Regions from separate parts of the Mus musculus genome. Here region 1 is linked to region 2. Evidence: chromatin contacts called from public promoter capture Hi-C data. All regions are on one chromosome and are shown on one strand. Each heading gives the region's core, a stretch centred on a gene start, on an enhancer-like site or on the middle of the called end of the contact. The rest is flanking DNA. Distances are from core to core; before and after follow the strand shown. Region 1 holds the start of Nanog (Nanog homeobox). Region 2 holds the start of 1700063H04Rik (RIKEN cDNA 1700063H04 gene).

The links. Promoter capture Hi-C pulls out the DNA fragments that hold promoters and counts their contacts.
Region 1: a contact with region 2 is called in a promoter capture Hi-C map of embryonic stem cells. The contact joins the promoter of Nanog here to the promoter of 1700063H04Rik in region 2. A contact is called at or near these places in 2 of 39 promoter capture datasets (embryonic stem cells and pre-B cells) and 1 of 115 datasets of contacts at active chromatin or transcription factors (embryonic stem cells).

What each region holds. Positions count from the first base shown.
Region 1 is chr6:122,706,235-122,710,359 of GRCm38.p6, forward strand. It overlaps Nanog (Nanog homeobox), which reads left to right and starts at 1,331. Exons shown (of 4, transcript NM_028016.3): 1 at 1,331-1,699. The coding sequence starts at 1,549. RefSeq lists promoters at 1-1,545, 1,027-1,408, 1,071-1,476, 1,139-1,365, 1,281-1,471, cis regulatory regions at 1,124-1,129, 1,215-1,222 and an enhancer at 1,167-1,204.
Region 2 is chr6:122,389,787-122,393,601 of GRCm38.p6, forward strand. 1700063H04Rik (RIKEN cDNA 1700063H04 gene) reads left to right here and starts at 1,593. Exons shown (of 2, transcript NR_152109.1): 1 at 1,593-1,745; 2 at 2,238-2,901. RefSeq lists an enhancer at 2,819-3,815.

The sequences.
Region 1 (4,125 bases), core at 81-2,580, 320 kb after region 2:
GTGGTGGCACATACAGGCCTTTAATGCCAGCACATGGGAGGCAGAGGCAGTTGGCTCTCTGTGAGTTGGAAGCCAGCTTGTTCTACAGAGCAAGTCCCAGGACAGCCAGGGCTACACAGAGAAACCCTGCCTAGAATAATAACAAAACTCAAACAAACACCACCAACCCCCGCGCTCCGCCCCGCCCCCCCCAAAAAAAACCCCAAACCAAAAAGAGCCATTCAAGCTTAGTCTTTTGTAGAATAAAACCCAGGAAGAACCACTCCTACCAATACTCACTGTGGTAGAGTCTTCACATGGGAGATGTTACGAGAGGACGGCCCTTCCCTCTCTGCTTATACACAGAAGCCGACTTAAGCTGGGTTAGAGTGCTTTCACTCACTTATCTGTGAGCACAAGGACTGATCGGCAAACTTTGAACTTGGGATGTGGAAATAGGAAGATCAGGAGTTTGGGACCAGCTAGAGCAATAGACTGTGAGGCCAGTCTCGGGTACGTGAAACTCTATCTCAAAGAAATGACCAAAACCAAATTTGAAATACGATAAATTTCTTCTTCCATTGCTTAGACGGCTGAGGCACTTGGGATTGCAGTAAGTCTGAAGCCAGCCTAGGTTTTACAGTGAGAACTTGTCTCAAAACAAAACAGAAGGCCTCTACATTAATTTAAACACTCCTTAAATTGGGCATGGTGGTAGACAAGCCTGGTCTACATACTGAGTATAAGCTACTCAAGGCAACAGAGAAAAACCTGTCTCAAAACCAAAGCATGGACCAACTTACTAAGGTAGCCCGAGTCTTAAGCAGGACACAGGCTCTTTCTTCAGACTTGCGTTAAAAAGCCGCACTTTTGGAGGGAAGATTTCCCCAGGTTTCCCAATGTGAAGAGCAAGCAAGAAACGCTGAGTGCTGAAAGGAAAGCCGTGTATAAACAGAGACTTTGGCAGCAAGGTCTGACTCTTTCATGTCTGTAGAAAGAATGGAAGAGGAAACTCAGATCCCCCACTTGACCTGAAACTTCCCACTAGAGATCGCCAGGGTCTGGAGGTGCAGCCGTGGTTAAAAGATGAATAAAGTGAAATGAGGTAAAGCCTCTTTTTGGGGGGGGGGGATGTCTTTAGATCAGAGGATGCCCCCTAAGCTTTCCCTCCCTCCCAGTCTGGGTCACCTTACAGCTTCTTTTGCATTACAATGTCCATGGTGGACCCTGCAGGTGGGATTAACTGTGAATTCACAGGGCTGGTGGGGCGTGGGTGCCGCCTGGGTGCCTGGGAGAATAGGGGGTGGGTAGGGTAGGAGGCTTGAGGGGGGAGGAGCAGGACCTACCCTTTAAATCTATCGCCTTGAGCCGTTGGCCTTCAGATAGGCTGATTTGGTTGGTGTCTTGCTCTTTCTGTGGGAAGGCTGCGGCTCACTTCCTTCTGACTTCTTGATAATTTTGCATTAGACATTTAACTCTTCTTTCTATGATCTTTCCTTCTAGACACTGAGTTTTTTGGTTGTTGCCTAAAACCTTTTCAGAAATCCCTTCCCTCGCCATCACACTGACATGAGTGTGGGTCTTCCTGGTCCCCACAGTTTGCCTAGTTCTGAGGAAGCATCGAATTCTGGGAACGCCTCATCAATGCCTGCAGTTTTTCATCCCGAGAACTATTCTTGCTTACAAGGGTCTGCTACTGAGATGCTCTGCACAGAGGCTGGTAAGGAATTCAGTCCCCGAAGAACCCAGTAAATTAGGGTAAGAGTAGAAAAAACGGGCTGAAGGGTTATTGCTTCTTTATGAACCGTAGTAGTCATTAACATAAGCGGGTGTCCTTATCACTCTTCTGGAAACCCCTCTGAGTTTGACCGGTGATACGTTGGCCTTCTAGTCTGAAATAGAGATCCGGGACACAGGACGGAGCAATATAAGGCTCTTGTGTGTATTTGAGAACCTAAATATTTGGGCTCTTTGGAATATGTTCGGGGGCAGTGAGTGGTGTCTTCAGTAGCAGGGAGACCTAACATCCTAGCTTGGAATGAGCACCCCATTTTTTTGGTGAGGTTATACAGTTAGTTTGCAATTTGCCCAAATGGCCGTTTTCTCCAGCAGAAGCAGTTAGCATTTCTCTCAACCTTTGGGAATATGGATGTCACTTAGCAGTTCTGGGTTTGTGAGCTCAGTGCTCCTTCCAAACCCCAAACAAGTGTACACAGTTTAAGTCATTCATTCTTATAGCTAGCATCTGGAGCCAAGGTCTGAAGCTCATTGTCTGTACAGAGTCAGCCCAGTACTCAGGCTTGTAAATGGTAGAACCAAGAGGCTGCTAGGCTGTGTGTGCCACGGTGCTCAGGTGCGTGTTGTGATGCTCGGGTGTGTGCAGCGATGCTCGGGTGTGTGCAGTGATGCTCGGGTGTGTGCAGCGGTGCTTGGGTGTGTGGAGCGCTAGGAAGTGTGTGTCCCCTTTTTTCTGAGCTTTTAAGTTAATGTCTGTCATCTTGATTTTTCTGATTTATGGGTTCAATTTTTGATTTTTTTTTTGTTTGTTTTTTTTTGTTTTTTCGAGACAGGGTTTCTCTGTGTAGCCCTGGCTGTCCTGGAACTCACTTTGTAGACCAGGCTGGCCTCAAACTCAGAAATCCGCCTGCCTCTGCCTCTGCCTCCCTCAATTTTTGATTTTGGAGGTGGGAAAAGTGCTGGGTTAGGAATGAACGGGTGGGGATAGCCTTTGTAAGTGATGTGTGTTTTTAGAGCATGTGTGTAGAGCATGTGTGTTTGTAGTGCGTGCCCCTAGTGCCAGCAGATGGCATAATTTTCCATTTAGAAGCTGCTTTCAGGGCTGTCTACTTATTTGCTAGACTGCAGGCTAACCTCAGCATTGCCATCAGCGTGGAGCACAGATGTCTTCAGTGTAGGAGGTGTCTTCTACCTGCTGCTGGATCTAGGAAATGTTGGGGCAAAGCTTGGTGGAGGAGCACTTGTCTCTTGCTGAAGGCCCTGGAAAAAAACAAAAAAGCTAACCGAAGAGCTAGAGGGTCAAGGATAAGAGAAACGAATTTGGTTAACCGAAATTTTACTCTAGTAATTAATAATTAACTGGACCCTCTGACTGGCTGCTCTTGTACTAGCAGAAAAGATGGTGGGATATTTTTATTTATTTATTTTTTTAAAGATTTATTTATTATATGTAAGTACACTGTAGTTGTCTTCAGACACTCCAGAAGAGGGCGTCAGATCTTGTTACAGATGGTTGTGAGCCACCATATGGTTGCTGGGATTTGAACTCCAGACCTTCGGAAGAGCAGTTGGGTGCTCTTACCCACTGAGCCGTTGGATGCTCTTACCCACTGAGCCATCTCACCAGCCCCAGTGGGATCATTTTAAAATATACCTTTAAAAAAAAATTGGGGGTGGGGGGTGTCTAAACTCAGGACTGTGCATTCCTAACAACAAGTGATTTAACCCTGGAAATTTCCTTAGATAACATTCAGTATAATGGATTTCGTCATGACATTTTTTGTTCATAAATATTAGTTCATCCCTAAATGTTAATGTGTGTGTGTGTGTGTGTGTGTGTATGTATGTATGTATGTATGTATGTATATATGTATGTATGTATAGATATAGCTGACTCAGTGGTAGTAGAGTATGAAAGGTCCCAACAGGATTCTATTCACCCAGCACCATGCAAAAATCTAGGCGAGATAAAAGTCCCCCCAAACCTGAGTCTTTGGATAAACCTCCACTCAGAAGGTAGAGAGGTAGGACCCAGAGAGCAGGCCAGCCTTGGCTACCTGAGACCCTATCCCTTAGAAAGAAAAGAAAACCACAAACATAGACTAGATCCTCTGCTGCCTAAGCTCTTGTGCTGTCTTGTCTGTCTGTCTCTATTTGTTGAGACGGGCTGATCTCAAATTCTCCCATCTCAGCTACTGGAGCAGGGGGGCTTTAGATTTGTGCTACCCACTGTCAGGATCAGAGGTTTACAGTGTAGATGCGGTCACGGTTCTAATGAAGAGGGAGCAGGGAGAAGGGATTGGAAAGAGCAGACTACAAACTCAAACCTGTCTTCATCCTGCCATTGAACTGAGTATTGTTTGGTTAGTTGTCTTTTTTTTTTTTTAAATAGGATTCCCAGGGTCTAAT
Region 2 (3,815 bases), core at 343-2,842:
AGCCAGAGAATAAGAAGAAGCCAGAAGATTAGAACATACTGCCAGAGTTGGCTTGAGGTCAAGCAGAGCAATTCAGTTGGTTCAATAGAGTTCAGAAAAAAAAAAAAAAGAAAAAGAAAAATCTTGCGCGCGCTCGACTGGCCAGGAAGAACGACGCTGCAACAGGATCCTTCTGCACACGTTTATTGGGAGAGCTTGATTGTAGAGGCGAAAGACCCTGAGCCCAGAACTGGCGCTGCTTACATAGGCCTAGGAGAGGTGTATCTCACATCTGATTGGTTAACTTGTCTTGGCAAAAGAACCTTCACTGCCTATGTATGTGTGGTGGCCAGCAGTAGCCAACTGCCACTCTGCAACTGCCACTCTGCAACTGCCACTCTGCAACGGCTTCCCACAGAAAAAAGAAAGGGTGAGCTCACTCAGCAGTAAGTCTCAGAGGTTGGAAACATTCTAGGCCTAGATAAGACTATACAGAGGCTAGAAGCTTCCAGGACTAGGCCTAAGTTAACACAGTAAGCCTCAGAGACAACAATTACAACAGGAGACTAGAAGATACTATTACAAAATATTTTTTAAGAAATGGGTAGGACTGGTGAGATGGCTCAGTGGTTAAGAGCGCCTACTGCTCTTCTAAAGGTCCTGAGTTCAAATCCCAGCAACCACATGGTGGCTTATAACCATCCTTAACGAAATCTGATGCTCTCTTCTGGAGTGTTTGAAGACAGCTACAGTGTACTTACATATAAAAAAAATAAATAAATAAAAAATATTTTTAAAAATGGGTAAACACATTAAAGCAGACTAGTTACCTGTCCTGTGGTGAGTCCTTGTCCTGTCATAAGTACCAAAAGCTCTCCTTTCACCCTCAGGATATTCCAGGTTGGATGGATTTGTTTGGACATCATTTTTGAGTCTTTGCTCATTTACTTACCACATAGCCTCGGAAGGAAAGGAGAGAGGGAAATAAACGGGAGGAAAGCAGAAGCAAGCACATGGAGCAGGAAACATGGAGGGAGGTCTCCAAGCCTGCCGGCTTCCCAGCCCATCAGCCCTCGCTTCCCCAGCTTGACAGGTCTTTGCACCATCAGCGCACAGGCAGCTGGAGGCCAGATAATCTGGCCATGAGTCTACGGGCACTCACGATCACGTGAGTCTGAACCCGAATGATTAAAGAGATAAAGTTCTGGAAAGTGGAGCATGACAGCACGGGCCTGTAAACACTCCTCAGCAGGCTGGGTCAGGAGCTCGAACCCAAATCCCGGCTGGGTTACAGAGTGCGTTCAAGGCCAGTGGAAGCAGCTTTGTGGAGACTCCATCTCAAAATAAAAAGCAGGCTGGGAGGTGGGAATGGGATGAGAAAGGATAACGGGAGGTGGGAACGATAAAAATGTAGTCATGTATGGAACTGTCCAAGAATAATATAAATTAAAACCAACAAACAAAAAAGTAGAGCGTTTGGTTAGGGGGCTTGAAGCCGTGTGCTCAACTTACATATGAAGGAAGGAAGGAAAGAAGGGAGGTGGGAGGGGGCAGGGGTGGAGAGAGAAGGGTGGTGTGAGCATAGAAGATAGTGCTAGGGAAACTCGGGGCCTGAGACGCCAACATGGCCTCTCCCAGGGAAGTCCCGTATGCTTCCAATTTAGGGACAGCCTTGTGGTGTGGGCCCGAGACTCCAGGGCTGCACAGCTTCTAGTATCCCCATTCTCATCCCGATGCAGTCCTTTAGATAACTGAAGACGGTGGAAGTAAGGATTCCCCACGAATGACTGAGTAAAAGCAGCGTCAGGTCAACCAAGAGTGGGCAGAAAGCAGTCAGCCCAGGCGAAGCCTTTGGAATGGGAGGTTGTAGACTGTCACAGCCTTCCGCTCAGTGATGGCACCGGGAACTGTGGCCTGGATCACCCTGATCCCCAAGAATCTAAGTTAGGTCTGCTGGGTGTGGGGGGAGCAGCAGCGCCTTGGAGAGGACTGATCTGCAAAAGGAAAAGTAGAGGCGTCCGCACCCGAGAAAAGGGGTGTCACGATTATGTGGCTGGTGGGGTGTCACGATTATGTGGCTCTTGGCTTGTCAAAAATGGGAACGTAGTCAGTGTTTTTAAGCATCAGTGTGGACTTAGGGTGAACATGCAGTGTGCGTGCGCTTCGTGGATGTGTAGTTTGTTCTCCGGGGGTGGGGCTGGGGGAGGAGTTCCTGACACTGAGATTTTCCAAAAAAAACGATTCTGACTTTTCTGCAGACTCTATCCCATCGCTTACATGAAACTTACTGGAATCAATTCCCACAGCCAGGTCTCTGGGAAAGACTTGGAGTCCTCTGAGAGCCCTCTGTCTGCGGGCGATGGCGATAGCGATGCCAACCCAGCCTTCGGGGCAATACCGCCATCTGCTGACGAGGCTAAGAAGAAAATACAGGAAAACAAGACTCCCATTATGATCTGGGAGATTGGTAAGAAATTCAGAGCCAACCAGAGAACTCACTCATACAAAGAAAAGGACCGCCACGGAGAGGAGAAGTCAGAAAGGCCACCGGGGAAGTACGGACAAAGAGTTGTGATCAGAGACTGAACAGATACGGGATCCAGGCTTCAAAGGCTCTTCCTGGAGAGATATTCTGGAAATGTCCTGCATCTACGACACAGAACCAATCTGAAGTGGCAGACTCGGTCTGAGAGCAGAGCTGGTTTTCAGGGTCCAGGGTCCCACAGCTTACCTCCCTGAGTGGCAGTGCTGTCGAGTGGAGGGTAGCAACTGCCATCTCCTGGCTTCTTGACTTTGGCATCTAGTAAAGTTTTCAAGTGCATGTCCTGACCATAGAGACCAACAAATGATGCGTCAATGTGCCCAATGAGGTCTAGCTAGCTCAGCCACAAATGTATTAAAAATAAAGATGTTTATGCTTTCTACAAGCGTTAGTCACTGGGTCCTCAGAATTTGACCATTCTTTAAAGTCCTGAACTCACAATCATCTTATCCACCTCTAGCTCTGTCATGACTTCAGGAGGTGTCGAGAGGGGGGTGAAGAGAAGGAGAAGGAAGAGGAGGAGGAGCAGGAGGGGGGAGACCAGGAGGACGATGGGGGTGGTGGAGAAAGAGATTTCAGCATAGATCTAAACACCAAAGATTTTCTAAACGGCAGGTACAGTGTGACAACCGACTTTGATGCTCTCTCCACACTGCGCGCTGAACTTGCTTTGCCTCCAACTCCGGAACACACACGAGATCTTTCTCTTCACCTAACTCCTTCCTCCACCCCCACCCCTTCTTGACAGGGTTTTTCTTTGTAACCCTGGCCGTCCTGAAGCTTCCTTGTTCTGTTGCTCTGTAGAGCAGGGCGGCATCGAACTCAGAGATCCGCTCGCCTCTCTCTGCCTCTCGAATGCTTGGTCCAAAGGCGTGCGCCACCGCTGCTCTGGCCCAACTCATTTTTTTACTCTTCTCTACTCCCCTCTCACCTGATTGCCAGAGCACATCTCCATGAAGAACTGCATTTCGTCAGCTGTGACAGCTCTGCTGGGAAATGGGCTGTGGATGATGAGGGAAGGGGGCGGGGGCGGTCTGGAGGTGAAGGTCAATGAGAGCAGGAGCCTTCCAGGCCGGAAATAGAAGAGAGATGGCGGAAACAAGAGCCACATGTTCACCTACACAAGCCATTCTACACACACCTCTGCTCTGCTCAGTCTGCTGAGGCCTCGGGGTCCACACTGCCTCGAAGTCGCTCCTTATCGTTAGCATTCTCCTCCAGTTGTCTCTGTGCATAGGAACTCTTATCTAGGATTGTAAAGCATCGCTTTCCCTGAGACTACGCATACGCACTC